Linked DNA regions of Sus scrofa: region 1 is linked to region 2. The links are chromatin contacts, called in public HiChIP or PLAC-seq maps. All regions are on one chromosome and are shown on one strand. Each heading gives the region's core, a stretch centred on a gene start, on an enhancer-like site or on the middle of the called end of the contact. The rest is flanking DNA. Distances are from core to core; before and after follow the strand shown. Region 1 holds the start of MISP3 (MISP family member 3). Region 2 holds the start of ADGRE5 (adhesion G protein-coupled receptor E5).

Evidence for each region. HiChIP or PLAC-seq counts read pairs in DNA pulled down with a chosen protein or histone mark.
Region 1: a contact with region 2 is called in an H3K27ac HiChIP or PLAC-seq map of skeletal muscle. The contact joins the promoter of MISP3 here to the promoter of ADGRE5 in region 2. A contact is called at or near these places in 2 of 2 datasets of contacts at active chromatin or transcription factors (alveolar macrophages and skeletal muscle).

Annotation. Positions count from the first base shown.
Region 1 is chr2:65,108,592-65,111,659 of Sscrofa11.1, forward strand. MISP3 (MISP family member 3) reads right to left here and starts at 1,483. Exons shown (of 3, transcript NM_001244869.1): 1 at 368-1,483. The coding sequence starts at 935.
Region 2 is chr2:64,860,671-64,863,537 of Sscrofa11.1, forward strand. ADGRE5 (adhesion G protein-coupled receptor E5) reads right to left here and starts at 1,426. Exons shown (of 18, transcript NM_213925.2): 1 at 1,285-1,426. The coding sequence starts at 1,324.

The sequences.
Region 1 (3,068 bases), core at 233-2,732, 250 kb after region 2:
AACCTGAGTTTGGAGGGAGGCGAACAAACCCAGAGTGAGGAAGTAGGAACCCAAAAATTTAAAGGGAGGAATCAGGTGTGCCAGAACCCAGGGATAGTTTCCTGGAAGCCAACAAAGATATCTGGAACTCTCTTCCCTTCCCCCACCGTGAGCCTAGGTGGGGTGGATCGGGAGTTCAACTGAGGGATGGAGCGAGGGATGGGTAGCCCAGAAGGGGTGGGCACAGAGAGGAGAGTTAGAGGGGGGCCCAAGGAGTCTGGGAGCCAGGAAGGCGGACCATGAGTATCAAAGAGCCGTTAGAGTTGGGCAGTGGGTGAAGGCGGCTGGAGCCCTGGGAGTCCCCAGGGTCGGGGCGCCAGTGGCTTACCGGTGAGGCTGGGCGCGGGCTCCTTGAACTCGGCGGTGCCGTAGACACTGAGCCGCTGGCGCTGCAGCTCCCGCTCGCGCTCATTCGCCTCGCGCACCTCCTGCTCCAGCAACGATGGCGCGATAGGCGGCGGGGCGCGGGCCAGCACCGGGCACCGGCCCTGCACGGCTGAGCGCGGCCGGCCTCCGGGCTCAGGCAGCCGCTGCTGGCCCGCGCTGCCCTCCGCCGCCGGCGTGGAGCCGCACCAGCCGGCAGTCTCGAAGAAGCGCTTGAGCTCGCCCAGAGGCTGCGGCGGCGGCCGGGTGCGCTGCTCCGGGACCGCAGAGCGTGCCAGCGCCGCCTGCCGATGGGCCTCCCGCTCGATGTCTCGCTGCATCTGCGCGCCCGCCCGAGCGCGCTCCAAGGCACGCGGGAGCGCGGGGCCGGGGCCCGGCAGGCTGAGCACCGGCCGCACGCGCAGTTCGACGAGTTCACGGCCGGCGCGACCTGGGCTCAGGCCCCGGCTCCGGCGCAGGCTCTCCTCGCGTTCGCAGCTGCGGCGGATTTCGCGCTCGATGGGCGTCTCCATTAGCGGCTCCTCCCGGGGCTGTTGTGGGGTCTCCGAGTGCAGCAGAAAACGCAGCTGGGGGGCTTCCGACTCTGAGTATGTCTCGCAACCCTGAGAGGGACACTGATCCAGGAGCCCCACTCCTCGCACTTCAGACGGCTCAGGGTCGTCGCTGCCTGGCCCAGGACTCACAAAACCCTCAGCTGCGTCCTGCCCCGGTGATGGCTGGAAGACTTCGCGCTCTTGCTTGGGGGTCTCTGCGCACTGGTTTTGGGAAGACACGGGGACCTCGCCGCCTGGCCTGGGGACCTCGGTGTCCCGCTCAGCAGTAGGCCCCGGAATTTCGCGGTTTGACCCGGGGGGCTCAGGGCCCAGTGCTTTGGACGACCCCAGGGCTCCGCTCTCCGGCCCGGGGGCCTCGGGGTCCAGGGTTGTGAGCAGCTCGGAAGCCTCAACTCCCAGCGCTAGAGCTCTGATGCCTAGAGCTGGGACACACTGCCCTGCTCCGCACCTGTGGCCGCAGTTGCCGCCCGCGGGTTCCAAGGCGTCGCCCGCACCGGCCGCCTCTCTGACCCGCCCCTGGCCTCCAAGAACGGCCCCTGGGGGCAGGGCCGGGCACCGCCCCCTGCACCTGCCCTGAGGACTCCTGGCCCCGCCCTCGAGCCAGAGTCGGGGCGCCTCCCTGGGCACTGGATTTAGTCCGCTGGCGCGCCTCATGTCAGCTCGGGGGACTGGACTTCTTGGAAAAAGGCTTCTCTAGACCTAGCCTGCTACCTAGGGTGCCAGTCTGAGTGCCGTGTTAATTCAGTGGGTGCCACTCTGGCACCTTTTAGTCCCCACGTCCCCTGCATTGCTAGGAGGCTTGGCTCCAGCTGCACGTCTGACTGGGCCTCTGAACAACTGTCCTCTGGCGAGGTGTCCCCCGAAATCATCTTTCCGGGGCCTCGTCAGTCCCACCCAGCCTCTGCCAAACGGTGGGCAGCGACTCCCAGGGCCTCTGGGTTGTCCTTCCACGTTCCACCCGTGCTGCGCACAGCTCGGGCTGGAGGGGGCGCCAGGAACCGCCTCACCGCGCGCCCCAATCTCTCTCCCAGTGCCTGGGCACAGCATGGCTCCGAGCGGTGCGCCTGCGCCCCCGCCAAACCCAGAGGGCCATTTGTCTCATCCACTTCCGGAGAAGTCCGTGAGGCCTCTGACACCAAGTGCACTCCCAGATTGAGGTATGAGGGAGGGACGCACACACGGAGCGCCCAGGGCTCAGCCAAACGGCTGAGGTTTGAAAGGCGGTCACCTTGGGCCCAGATGCCTGGGTAGGCCCACAGAAGAATCCAGGCTTGTGGAAGGAAGCAGCTCCCTGCAGTTGGGGCCAGACTGTGGCGTTCAACGCCAGGATCGATGCCCCAAGCAAGCGGGGAGAGGCACCCGCAGAGACATTTTCTACTTTCTTTCCCTGGGTTAGTTCCAAAACCCACCTCCACACCCCCCACCATTCTGGGGTGACCAGGAAGAAAGAGTTACCTAGAGAAAGTGGGAGCTACATAGCCTCTGGAACCCCCCAATAATCTGATTATTATCCCCCAAATCTCTGCCTACTCTGATGACTCCCCTTTCCATCCACCCTCCCACTCTACTTTCTCCTGGATCCCAATCTCAAGCTGCTACCCTCCTCCCTCTGACTCCATTGGTCCAATTGGTGTACCTACCTGGGTTCCATCCCGCTCACGACCTGAGCTAATTGTCAGCCTTCTCCAAGGCTCAGTTTCGTTGTCTGTAAAATGGGGGTAATAATGCTTACTCACTTGGGAGGTGATGCAGATTAATACCATACTTCTGGAATGAGTTGTCTCTACAGTGGACTCCACTTTATGACCTCCTGTCCCTCTTCTAGCCAGGCTTACTGGATCCTCGGTTCCACCATGCCATTGAACCTCCTCTGTCCAAGGACATGTGTGACCCAGTCACTAGCTCCTCCCTCTTTAGGAAAGCTAATGATTTCTTCTCCATTAGCTTCTTGGTCTTCAAGCACATCATCTTCCTGATTTTCCTCCTACGTCTCAAGCACCCCTTCTCAGACTTCTGTTTCTTTCTTTTTTTTTTCTTTTGGTCTTTTTGCCTTTTCTGGGGCCATACCAGCGGCATAAGGAGGCTCCCAGG
Region 2 (2,867 bases), core at 176-2,675:
CTCTGCCAGAGCTAGGCTGGGCTCTGCTCTCCAACCACGGAGGCTTCCTAGACCAGGAGTTCTTCATCTGGGTCCTTGGAATTCTCCCAAACAGGAGCCGAGAGAGGAGCTGCTGGTCTTCTCCCAGTTCCATCTGGTTTGCATTCCCCCTGCCCAGCCCCAAGCAGTAAGATTCCTGGGGTGGGGGGCGGGGCAGTCATCCTCTCTTTGCTCCTCCAGCTAAGGACCCCTCAGACCCACCAGTGAAGTAATAATAACAATAATAGTGTTTACTTAATTCTTCCTGCAAACCAGGAATAGTTCCTGTATACGCACTCACTTAACCCTTAACACAACCTTATAAAGTAAAGAGCGGTTTTGCCTCATTTTGCTGAGGTGGAAAGTGAGACTCAGGGGCTCCCAGATTTGGCTCCAGTAACACACCGCCTTCCCCCCCTTCCCCCGCCCCAGCTGCTCAGTGTGCCCCACATAGACACCAATTCCTTGCTTAGAGCCCGCCCAGGGCCACTGAGTTCACGCCTGCTGCCCACAGGGTCATCACAGGGAACCCCCGCCCTTGTGGCCTGGGGAAACTCTGGATGGTACCCCAAATGCCATTTCTTCATTCTCTTTGTTGTTTGGTTGCTCAGGCAACGAGCTGCCCAGATAACCGTTAGAGCCACCCTGGGTGGGGCGGGAAGGGAGGCCCAGGGGAAGTCATAGTAAAAGTCAGGTTCAAACCTTCAGAGGGCAAAAACTCCTTTCAACCCACAGCTGGCTCCCAGCTGGGTCTCCAGAGCAAGAATGAGGGTCTTCTCTGGGGCTGCCCCTGCCACTGAGACAGTGTGGGAGGTGATGGGGGTACCTCCGCTGTGGAGAAGTCCCGCCTCCCGGCCTCCAAGCCCCCCAGCATCCCCTTATGCCCGATGTTAAGAGCAGCTGTCCGCGGGGCTCCCGCATTTAGTTTTTGCCCCTCTCCTTTCCCCAAACCTCAGTTTTCCCACTTCAGGGGCAACCCCGCAAAGTGGCTCCAGTAAAGAGGTCAGAGATTTCTCTGGGAGAGAGGGAAGGCTCTTAGAGCAGTCTGGGGAATCCTGCCACTGGGTGCAGGTGCCCGGCACTGCCAGCCCCTCTCCCCACGTGCCCTCAGTGCCCGCCTGGCCATGCGGCTTCCTCCGAGGCTGGCCCCAGAGCGACCTGGGGCGCATTTCTCCACGGGGAAGAGGACGCCTGGACACCGAGAGCTGCTGCCAGGGGCTCCCTCGCTGCCTGTCCCGCCCCACAACAGGGCCCCGAAATTCTCACCATGAAAGAGGAGAAAGACGCCGTGGTGGGGGCCTCCCATGATCTGAGCTGCCAGTGGGGGGAGCAGGTGACAAGGCAGGGCTGCTCTGTGTCCCCAGGCTGGGCAGCTGTGCGGGCTTTCTCGAGGGCCGCCGGGCCTTTATAAGAGGGGGTGGGGAGGCAGCCGCTGGCCCAGGGCCCTCCCCGGAACTGGCGGGGCAGCTGGAAGCCAACAGGAAAGTGCAGTAAAAACACAGACCCAGGGACGCTGCGCGCGCGAGCGCGCGCGCACACACACACACACACACACACACACACACACACACACGAGTCATATGCAGTATTGAGGTGCAGCCTGCCCTTGCAGCATCTGACAAGCTCTCTGGCCCCTGTGTTCAACAGCTGGCTGATCCCAGGGGCAAAAGGGGGAGTCTGGCCCAGGACCCGCTTGGCTTTTCTGGGCAGGAGGCATTTGGACTGCGGAGGGTGGAGTCACTGCTGACATAGCTTGGGGCACCCAAGTTGGGGACTATTCTGTGCTTGCTCTCCATGGCCAGCTCTGGAGCTAACAGGACCTTCCTCCTCTTTTTCTTGATGAGGAAACTGAGGCACAGAGAGGCCAGAGTCCAGACAGGAGCTAGGGGAGCACAAAGGGGCCCTTCATGGATGCCAGGCAGGCACCTAGAAAACTGCAGGACCCCAGGGCCACTGTGCTCCTGGAGCTGGTCATTCTGGGCCAGACTTTTGCCTGGTGGGAAACTCATATTTTGGCAGTTCATGGGTACTGCATTAATCAACAGTGAATCACATGACAGGAGAGTTGTTTCCTTTTCAAATAAGTCATGTGACCAGCTTATCTCCGAAGCTATTTAATAATTCTTTTTTTAAAAAACTCTATTATTTACAAAGCACTTATTATCTGAGCCAGGCCTGATTCTCCTAAAGTTCTCTATTTTTAACTCATTTACGCCTGGAAATACCTTCGAGGCAGGTGTTGCTATGATTCCCATTTTGCAGAAGGGGAAGTTGAGGCACAGCTAACAAGTGGCTGAGCAGAGATCTAAAAGGCAGGCAGCTCAGTCCCCAGGCCCCTGCTGATGAGCCCAGGACCCAGGACAAAGTCTCTATTGGGGGCGAATGTGTCTTTAACACCTTGGTGGCGCTGGGGTATATCCAGTTAGAATCCGTGGTTTTATGTTCCTGGCGTTATTATTTATTTTTAAGTTTACAGACTATTTCGGGCAATGAGAAGGGTTTTCCAATTAGGACATACATATAACTGTTCTCTCTCTCTCGGTTTTTTTTTGTCTTTTTAGGGCTGCACCCATGGCATATGGAGGTTCCCAGGCTAGGGGTTGAATAGGAGCTGTAGCCGCTGGCTTATACCACAGCCACAGCAATGCCATATCTGACCCATGTCTCTCACCTATACTACAGCTCATGGCAATGCTGGTTCCTTAACCCACTGAGTGAGGCCAGGGATTGAACCTGCATCCTCATGGATACTAGTCAGATTTGTTTCTGCTGCACCACTATGGGACCTTCTAAAGGTTCTTTTTATTTATTTATTTATTTATTTATTTATTTATTTATTTATTTATGTC